Regions from separate parts of the Mus musculus genome. Here region 2 is linked to region 1. The links are chromatin contacts, called in public HiChIP or PLAC-seq maps. All regions are on one chromosome and are shown on one strand. The core of a region is the stretch at or near the end of the contact, and the rest is flanking DNA. Distances in the headings are between cores, read along the strand shown.

What was found. HiChIP or PLAC-seq counts read pairs in DNA pulled down with a chosen protein or histone mark.
Region 2: an H3K27ac HiChIP or PLAC-seq map of extraembryonic endoderm stem cells shows a contact between it and region 1. The contact joins two enhancer-like sites. A contact is called at or near these places in 1 of 484 Hi-C or Micro-C datasets (bone marrow-derived macrophages) and 2 of 115 datasets of contacts at active chromatin or transcription factors (embryonic basal ganglia and extraembryonic endoderm stem cells).

Annotation. Positions count from the first base shown.
Region 1 is chr8:10,522,056-10,527,458 of GRCm38.p6, reverse strand. All of the region lies in intron 27 of Myo16 (myosin XVI), which reads right to left. Among named protein-coding and RNA genes, the nearest start is that of Gm51561, 95 kb to the right of the region's middle. Within about 2 kb of position 1,603, at least 27 of the 459 cell types and tissues checked have an H3K27ac peak or open chromatin away from gene starts, as enhancers often do. A contact at or near this core is called in extraembryonic endoderm stem cells, where this site is marked.
Region 2 is chr8:10,958,769-10,963,598 of GRCm38.p6, reverse strand. No RefSeq gene overlaps it. Among named protein-coding and RNA genes, the nearest start is that of 3930402G23Rik, 33 kb to the right of the region's middle. Within about 2 kb of position 1,393, at least 70 of the 459 cell types and tissues checked have an H3K27ac peak or open chromatin away from gene starts, as enhancers often do. A contact at or near this core is called in extraembryonic endoderm stem cells, where this site is marked.

The sequences.
Region 1 (5,403 bases), core at 354-2,853:
AGAGACAACCAATAAGGAAGGAAAAATGTATAAATGAAGAATATTAATGACATATTAACTCCACATCTCCATGTTCTTCCCTCAAAATCCAAGTAGGAGATCAAAGCCATTTATTTTCCTCATCCCCTTGTGGTAGGGACTGCTCTATCGTTAACCCAAGTGCCAACCTGGTCATGTTAGGCACTTGTTAAATGGAACAGAACTTTTGGGATGAGATTTGGCCATACTCACACCCTGTTGTCAGAAGCCCAGAGGGGTTGAAAGGGATTTGCTGCATCTCAGAGGACATGCACTGGACCAGAATGTGTCCCCATCTTCCTTCAGTGTGTACTGTCAGGTTCTCTCCCCCAGGTGCCTTCGTTCAGGTACTGACCCTGACCTGTACACAAGGACGGTCTGCGAAGATGATACTCATGACTGGCCACATGCTACACACATCCACATCCATTCTGGCCATTATGCCCACTCATGGCAAGATGCCTGAACATACAACTTTAACCTTATCCTGTGTAATCATGACCTACATGGAACCAAACCCAGGGTTTCTCACCCTGCACAAATGGGAGCTGAATAGTAAAGAATGATGCTGTTATATTTCAGACACTGGAACAGGAAATGCCCTTACGCACACAGTGAACAGCTTTAGACCATCTGCCACCAGTTTCCATGACGACGCTCTTAAGCTCTGTGCTGAACCTGTTATCTTGGTTTCGTGAAACAACAACATTTGACTCATCCAGAAATGAATGAAGGACTGGTTAGATGCCTCAGATGGTCAAGTAAAGGCACCGGAAGCCAAGCCTAAAGACTTGAGTTCAATGCCTTGGTTCCACACAGAGGAAGAAGAGAATCAATTCCCACAAGTTTTCCTGTCTTTCATGCATATATTGGCACACACGCGCACACACACACACACTATAGATAAATAAATTAATGAATATAAAAAAATGATTGAAATGTTCACTGATAAAGGAAACCAGAAAAGGAAGGAGGGAGGGAAGGACGGAAGGAGGGAGGGAGGGAAGGAAGGAGGGAGGGAAGGAAGGAAGGAGGGAGGGAGGGAAGGAAGGAAGGAAGGAAGGAAGGAAGGAAGGAAGAGAGGGAGGAAGGAAGGAGAGAGGGAGGGAGGGAAGGAAGGAGGGAGGGAGGGAGGGAAGGAGGAAAGAAGACAGGGAAGGAGAAAGGAAAGGAGAGAGGAAGGAGGGAGGGAGAAATGAGAAAGGCATAAGATGAGGTATATCACTCCTTTCATGACTTCAGCAGCCTTGCAACAGACAAAGTTTGTTTCAGCCAGGTCCGGCCCCGCCCCTGAGGTAGCCGCAGGGTATGCATCCTTCACCCCTCCCCCATGAGTTCTAGCTGAGGGACTGTCTAAAGTGTGCCTCTCTTGGGATGGTATGATGGACTGGAATGGAATATCGGTCTTCACAGAAGTCGGTCCTGCTGCCTTGTGCCCAGCAGTGCTTTCCAGGGGATGCTAAGCATAGCCAGTTTTGTGCAGTCAGTTTGACAGCTTTATTTCTTTATCCTCGGTGCATTTTGTGATTTGCTGGCTGAGCCATAGCTTGTGTGTGTCAGGTACAAGAACAGCCTGTCTAGTTGAGCTGAAAAGAACAGATGTTCTCTTGTTTAAGCCCAAATGAGAGACCTCTTGAAACTATGCAGTTTAGATGCAATTACCCCATTTCTAAGACAATTTGCTCCTTAATCTAATATTCACCAGGGCCGCTCTGACCTGTTTCTGAGCAGGAGCAGGAGGCTCATGCAGGTACACGGGCTTACCAGGACATTTGTTATTCTGCTGTTTTTTTTCCTCTGCAGACCAGACAGGGATGTTCTTGAAAATGGCTGAAAAGTTTTGTGGCGACAGGTGGTGAATGCAAAAATTACATCATTTAAAGAAGTGCATGACTGGTACTATCACATTCAGTAAATCATTAAGAAGTTCAGTGTGAAATGACGATTTTCTGCAGAGCCGAGTGGCACGGAGATCGGAGATGCCGAGATCGGCTCTGACTATTTCAATTGCCTAACAGACGCCCCCTCCCCCCAACCTTGGACATCCATGCTTCGAGTGAGTGCTGAATTGAGACTGTGGTTTCTGTTCGAGAACTGAACAATGCTCACTGTGAAAACTACTGATTTTAAAAAGCACATAGCAAATACTCACAAAGTAAAAACCAACATTTATACCATGAGGCATCAAGTAGTAGGGAAGCCATCTTGCTATCTTAAAAGGCAATGTTAATATGAGAAAGTGAGGTCTAAGTTTCCTTCTCTGGGACCATTCAGTCACCAAAGATTGCTTTGGCCTCACATAGCAGTAATGAGAGACCTTCAGCCATATTAAGAATCTGAACCCAGGATGCTTTGTCAGAAAATAGCAAATCACAGTCATACTATCTTTTGATTGTTTGTTCTTAGGGCTTGTAAACATGGGCAGAAAGGTCTAAAGGACAAAAGCTGGAGATATTTTAAATACCTTAGGAATGTAACTATATCACGGTTCACAGATAGGCACAAATACCTGGAGGGAAGGTTTCTGCATATATGTGTGTTTGTGAGTGTGGGACTGGGACACGTACATGTTCAATGTGAGTGAAGACTGGAGGAGAATCAAAGCCATTAACTTTCCCCACATGATACAGGGTCTCTCACTGAAGTCTACGTCAGGCCAGGCTGACTTGCAGGCAAGCCCTGGGGTCCTCCTCTTTCTACCTCTCCAATACCAATACCGGGATTAATAATGCATATCATACCCAGCCTTTTATAATATGGGTTCCGGAGATGGAATTTGGGCCCTCAGGCCTGGGAGACAAGTACTTTAAACTGGTTGAGCCAACTCCTCAGCGCTTAAATGGAAGTCTTAATCAAAAGAAAAATACTAAAAGTGACACTTAGGACCCTGAAGGAATTAATATATAAGAAGTTTGGATGCTCATTCCACAACCCCACCTCTTCGTCAAGCCTAAAAGCCTACCCCTGTTGCTACTGTTTCTTCTTTGAATAATTATTCCTCAAGACTAAAACTCCTTAGGGTTACAAATAACAGTGAGTAAGGGCTGTCCTACTCGGGTGTTTTTCAGCTGAAAGCTGAGTCTCCAGGGCCCTCTGGGAGTTAAAGAGCACTGTGGAGGTGTGAGTTTGATTGCTTTTGACTAGCCCTGTGGAGGTGTGAGTTTGATTGCTTTTGACTAGATCCTTTCACAGATCTTTCACAGAGAACTTGAGCTGTGGAAGAGCTATGAAGGACAAGTAAGCCCCATCCCAGCAATGGGCATGACGTCTTCCCTGGGCAGGGCCAATAGATCCTGTCAACAGCAAATAAAAACCTTTATAAGTTACATTTTCATTTGACCTGGCATACATATCTCATGTGTTTCCCTTTTGCAAAAATGTTGAGATGTATTTCTTACCTACTCCTATGTCAGTCATGATTCTAACTGGTTAATGGGAATGGAGACCCAACACGAGAGGGAGAGGCAGTCAGACAACATTCAACATTCAGGTTGCCCTGTCAGAACACCTTGCTGCTCCTGCCAGCAAGCTTCTCTGTTTCATGTACAGAGTCCTTCATCAAAATACCCCAGATCTATGGAGCAAAGAGCCTTTCCTAAGTCAAGTTAGTAACAGCATTCCAGGGTAGTCCCCCCCACCCCATCACACTATTCTGCCCCCCAAAACTTGGTGTTTTTGTTACCCCTGACTTCTTCCAGATCACCTCCCAGTTCTTAGCATTCCTGTCTTCTCTACGTCTTACATTTTTTCTCTCACAGGCACCACCCCCTGCTTTTCTGTACTATAGGTACAGGCACCACCCCCTGCTTTTCTGTACTATAGGTACAGGCACTACCCCCTGCTTTTCTGTACTATAGGTACAGGCACCACCCCCTGCTTTTCTGTACTATAGGTACAGGCACCACCCCCTGCTTTTCTGTACTATAGGTACAGGCACCACCCCCTGCTTTTCTGTACTATAGGTACAGGCACCACCCCCGGCTTTTCTGTACTATAGGTACAGGCACCACCCCCTGCTTTTCTGTACTATAGGTACAGGCACCACCCCCTGCTTTTCTGTACTATAGGTACAGGCACCACCCCCTGCTTTTCTGTACTATAGGTACAGGCACCATCCCCTGCTTTTCTGTACTATAGGTATATGTTCATAATAGCCAGGGTTATTGACACTGCGATAAAGTCTCTGGTACAAACGGCGTTCAGGACGAAGGATACTTCTCAATGCCTGGCTTCAGAGAGTCAGTTCATGGTTGCTTGACCCCATATGCTTGGCCAGAATATCATGGCAGCAGACGTGTGTGGTGGAGAAGGTTTGTCACATAATGCAGCCAAGAAACAGTGAGAGGGGACCCTGGGTCAGGGCAAGATAAACCCCACAAAGAGAGTCCCCATTGACTTACTTCCTCTAGCTAGGTCCCACCCCTAACATTTGCAGATCCTGCCAAAATCCTGTAACTAGCTGGAAACCAAAGCTTTCAACACATGAGTCTTTAGAAGGACTGTCCATTTCCCAACTGGGCCAGCGTGCTTCAACCTCTGCCTTCTTGATCCTCCTTCAGTCTTTCCTCAGCACTTCAGACACACTCCAGGCCAAAGCAGCCACATAAAAAGATCAGGATGTAACTCATCACTCAAGGTAAAGCAACCACTTAAAACTCAGGACTTAATGCATGTATGACAAACATGATGGGCATTTCTCATACTCTCCATGATGTCCAGAAAGCCCGTGAGCAGCACAAGTTAGATCTCAAACCCCCCAAGTCACATATCCTTGGCTTCCCATACATCCTGCCGCTGGACTCCGCTCTACCATATCTGCCTTCTACTTACTTCCCCACCTGGAAATCGAGTAGTCTCTGAAGCCTACATCACCAACCTGTCTCGTTGCTGCCTTTTCTGTACCAAATGTATTGGTCACATTTAGGAACAGCATTCACACTAACTAATAATACAGCAATGCTGGCAGTTCCAAACCTTCAGGTCTTAAGAGACCACTGGGGTAAGGCAAGAAATGGAAGACCTTTAAGAGGGGCGTGAAGAAGCATCTCAATAGCATCATACGTTGCGTGGTTTCATTTATGATTGCTCCTATTCCGGAGGATAAATGCTTCCATGAATTTTGTTGAGAAAGTTTTCCTGCAGTGTCATGTGACAGCTTTGTATGCATCATGTCCTGGTCAGTTTTGTTGTCAACTTGACACAAGTGAGAGTAATTTGGGAAGAGAGAACTTCAAATTGAGAGAATGCTCCCACCAGATTGGCCTGTGAGCAAACCCAAATGTGCATCTTCTTGATTATGATTGATTTGGGAGGGCACAGTTCATTGTGGGATTCTCAAATAATAAAACTTTTTAATAAAAGAACAGCATCCTGCTTTTATTTACT
Region 2 (4,830 bases), core at 144-2,643, 440 kb before region 1:
CATGTAATGAATCTGAGGTGACTGAAGCCTTGGATCTAAGGACCATACGTGTATCCATGTGTAGCACGTGACATCACACCATACAAGGCCAACAAATGCTCCCGAAATACATCAGCTCAGATTCAAGTCTACTCCATGCTGTGAGCTGCATGTTTTGACTGTGTTTTTAAAGGAACATAAAGTTTTAATTATGGGAAACGAATACTTTTCATATTTCCCTACTGTCATATAAGTATTGGGTTAGTACCATCTCTGGATTGGATTGGATTAGAATGTCTGATTGTTTAAAAATCGCTGTTTGTGCCATTAGCTTGAGTTTCATGAAGAAATTGTTCAGTGAATTTTGACGTGAGATTAGGACAGAATTTCTAATAATTGTTAAGTGGTCCCTCCCTTTTTATACTACACATTTATGAGACTAGTGTCCGGAGTACTGCCGTCTGTGAAAGCAAACTATGCATGAACTCAGAAAAACCTTCAAGATGCTCTAAGTGTCTGGGTGTAGTGATCACAGCTTTAATCCCGGCACTTGGGAGAGTGAGGCGACAGGACCTCTATGAGTTGGAGGCCAGCCTGGTCTATGTAGCAAGTTCCAAGCCATACAGGGCTACGTAGTGAGACCCTGTCAAATAGTCAGCTGGGTTTTAATTTTTTATGTAAAAATAAATGGGCAAATCCATCTCATTAATATGCAAATGTGCTTTCTCACTTTTAATAAATGGTGAGATGTAGGTACCGAAGACTTGTGTTGGAACAAATTCCATTATGATTTGTTGTCAGTGTTTGATTTGCACACCCACTTTATACAACTCTGTACCTGAGGTCACACTGAAGTTTATAAGATGAAAAGAGGTTGCAGTCAGAGTGCCATATCATGCTGCAGACAGCAACACTTCCTGTATGTGCATGTAGCATGTAGCGTGTAGCCTGTAGTGTGTAGCATGTAGCATGTGTGTAGTTCATGAAACTGTAAGAGACTGTGAGGAGGGAAAAGTAGGTCTTACACAGGTGAAGTAACAGATGTGACATGGATGTACGAGAGAAGTTCCTGGGAGGAGGAGGGGACCAGCCGAGGTGGCAGAAGGGAGATCATCAAGAAAAATAAAACATGTGTGAAAATGCCACAAAGCAAACACCACTGTGTGTGGTGACTTAAAAGGCCCAATTTCTAAAGCAAGGCAGGAGCTATATCCCATAGTTTTGTCCTTTCTATAACTCCGGCTGAATGCAGCAACACAGTTATGGGACAAGGAGCCTGCTTTACTTATGTTATGCACCAGGAGGAGAGTTATGGCTGTCCCTTCCCACCAAGCGTTCTTCACTCTCTCTGCTGGCCTGGAGCCCTTTTCCATTAATCAGCCCAGTCCGCATCTGTTCCCGAGACCTGCAGAGGCCCAGCGGAATTCCAAGAATTCCTTTAAAGAGAGAACATGAGATTTCCTGGTAGGACTCACAGGGGCCCTGCATAGCCAGCCAGGATTGAGTTAGGAGGAGCTGCGTGCTCAGGATTCAAAGGGCATTCTTGCGCCTTACCTGGTAGTTATAACTTGGCTTTTCCAGTGGGCGTGTACTAAGTGGTGTATGACTTCTTAAGAAAAGGTTTAGCCTTCAGAGTAAAGTTAATTTTCTCTGGTAGTAAAAACAAAATGTCAGAGTCTCTGAGTATTAGCAGCTGTCCACTCTGTTGCTGCTTCTTCCTTCCGGAGCCGGGTTTCTCCGACGCTCCTGTCAACTAGGTTGCCGGATAACCTAGCAGCAGAGCTTTCTCTGGGTCCGTCTCTCAGGTGGCCTCATCCAAGAGAGGCCCCTAGGTGAGGAGATGCAGGACTGGGTCTCTATGTGGCCAGCTTCGGTGTCTGCGTGCCTTCAACCATATCCACAGGGAGAGAGCAGCCCTATCTCTAGCACCTTGCCCCTGCCTGCCTGGCTGCAAGTAATTAAATGTGTCCAGAAGCTTGGAGCCCCCCACAGGGCAAAGGTAGCTCTGACTTTTGAATGTGCCTCCCACTCCTGCATTGGTCATAACCTTATAGATTTTTCCTGGGACCCTCACTCCCATCTGTTGCTTCCCCTAAATGTTTGGAGGCCTACCAGCCCTTGAAGCTACAATTGCTGGACTCAGGTATGGCCCCCATTAGCGCACACATCCCTTTCTTTGTGTGGCTTCTCATTCTTCATTCTGTCCAAGGCAACGAAGCAGAACCTCTCACTTTCAGAGATTGCCCAGCGAATGTCCTCTGCGCACAGCCACGACTGTATTACTATTTTCAGAAACTGTGTTGTGGATTGATTGAATTGTCTTCTCAAAGTTCATGTGCTGAATTGAAGTGACCCCCCTACCCCTGCCCCCAGTACTGTATTTAGGAGACAGGATCTTCGGGGTTAAAGAGCCTTGCCTGGATGCTAATTCAATATGAAGGGAGCCCTTACTGAGAGGGAAGTTTTTACGCATGCAGATGTACAGAGGGAAGACAAAAGGAAGGGAGACAGCCAGTGATAGATTCTCAGTGCTCAGAAGGAGACAGAACTCCAGACAACCACCCCAAGCTTAGATGTAGGCAGATCCTTGAGTTGTAGAACCCAAGCTGTAGCAGTACTTTTGGTGGCTTCTAAAGTTATTGCAAAGAGTGCAATAAACCCAGCGATAAATAGCACAGTAGCCCTGTGCGATCTGCCCTTAAAAGCAAAATGCTTTGACTAGCATCTGCGTTATCCTCCCTCGCCCCCCCCCCCGCCCCAGTTAATGGGACCTACAGATCTGGGGCTGGGGTCTGACCCTGCCCTGGATGGGCTCAGCACCACCATCACCAAGACACCAGGGCCTCTTGGGTTTTGCTCTCATGGTGTGTGACTTTCTTCCTGTTTGGCTCCCTGGAATACCAACTGGCTGGATCCCAGCCCTGCACGGCCCCACTGTGAATTGTTCTTGTGTCTCAAATGTCAGCAGCATCATCACCACAACGTAAGCTCTCTCCAAGTCAGGGGGCCCGGTATGAAGTGGCGTGGCTCTCCAGTCTCCAAAAGCCCAAAGTGTGCCACCTAGGAGAAGGTGATCTCCAAGGCGAGCCACTGCCTCGGATCGGAAGCGCACACGCCTGCTGTTACTTCTGGCAGCAGAGGAGTGTGATCCGAACAAAGGCAGCCTGGTGCTGTGTGCAGCAGTCCTTTTATGAATAGATCTCTGTTCATAGTGCACAGCCGAGTGTGGCTTCAGCGCCAGCCCGGCTCCTTGTCCTGTGGGTCAGGGGTGGTGGCAGCAGATCGGTGGGGGTTGGGTCTGAAGGTCTCTGTGAGAATGCGGCACTGCAGCCTCTTTCCTGCTCTAACCCCGCAGTAGGTAACTAAGGGTTTTTCATTTGGTGCCCTTGTTGGTGGCTACTGACCCTGTACCATAGCAATGGCTTCCTCTTCTAACCCACCCAGTGGTCTTTGGGAGTGAGTTTTCCTGAGCTACTATTTCTTTTATTTGATATGCATTGCTTTTCCGGAGGTTGACCTGACGTGTATACAGATTACCATATTAATTTATTAGGGAAGCCACAATAGGTGTTTAGTGTTTCTAAATGAAATGATAGAGTTTCCCACCAGTGTTATAGAAAGTAAAAGGTCTAGCCTCAGGTTTGCAATCCCAAGTGCTCTGGAAGCCGAAGTAGATGATAAGTCAAAAGTTTAAGATCCACAGCCATAGAGATGACTCAGCGGTTAAGAGCAATTGCCTTCTCTTCCAAGAGACTTGAGTTTGATTCTCAACACCCAAATGGAGTCTGGACCATCCGTAACTCCAGTCCCAGGAAATCTGACATTCTCTCTGGCTTCTGTAGGCACCAAGCACACACACATGGTAACATGGTACACATAGGTACTATAGGCAGGTAAAAAAAAATCATTCACATAAAATACAGATAAATAAATCTCTTTTTTCTTTATTCATTGTTTGAGTCCAGCCTGGGCTCAGTGAGACCCTGCTTCTAAGGAAAAGAGGGCTGGACTTTATTACAGTGTTGGAGCCCTTGCTGAGCACATACAGGGTAAGATCGTTTACTTCAGATCTTCAGGCCAGGGACTGTGCTAATCCCCTCCTCTGAGTTGCTCCTCTTGTGTATCTGTGGGACTCTGTCTGGAACGGTTTGTAAATATCCGGAGGCTGCACGATAAACGGCGTTGCCATGTGACTTCCAATTTAGAAGTGTTACAGCCTAAGAATTTGGAGCCCCCACCCCCACAACACCCCACTTTTTCTGAAAACCAGCCTGGCTTTATCGTGCATACCCTTCACTTATGCAATTGTACTTTCTCACTAGCTCAGGTGAGAAACTGAGGCCACCCCAGACCTCAGTGGGCAGAGAGGCAAGGCAGAAGGAGAGAGAGGGCTGCAAGGACTGGGACTGCCTGGTGGAGGGTTGTAAATGCTGCAGGAGACGTCACCCATGGTCTAAGTGGCATGTCTTTACCCACCAATGCTCTTCACCTTGCTCAACCTGTACCCACAGGATTTAAGAACAGGCAGGATTCACATCCTTGTGGCCAGTTGACAGTTTTTATAGGAGACAGAGTTCCAGTGGAGGGACACGTGGGTTTGTCTGAGGCCACACGGATGCTGTGGCCTTGGATGTTACCAGCAGAAGCCAAATGCCAACAGTATTTGTGGTGGGTAAGCATTACTGTCCCTGCCAGTTAGAATAGTATTGCTGTGCGAAAGACACTTTCTGTCCTTATCACTCCACCCTTAAGGGCCTAGGGCAGACCTGGAAGTGTGTGTCCTGAAAGCACCCAGGGACAAACGTCTTTTGTCTTCATGGTCACTTTAAAATGAGTTTAACATTCACTGGA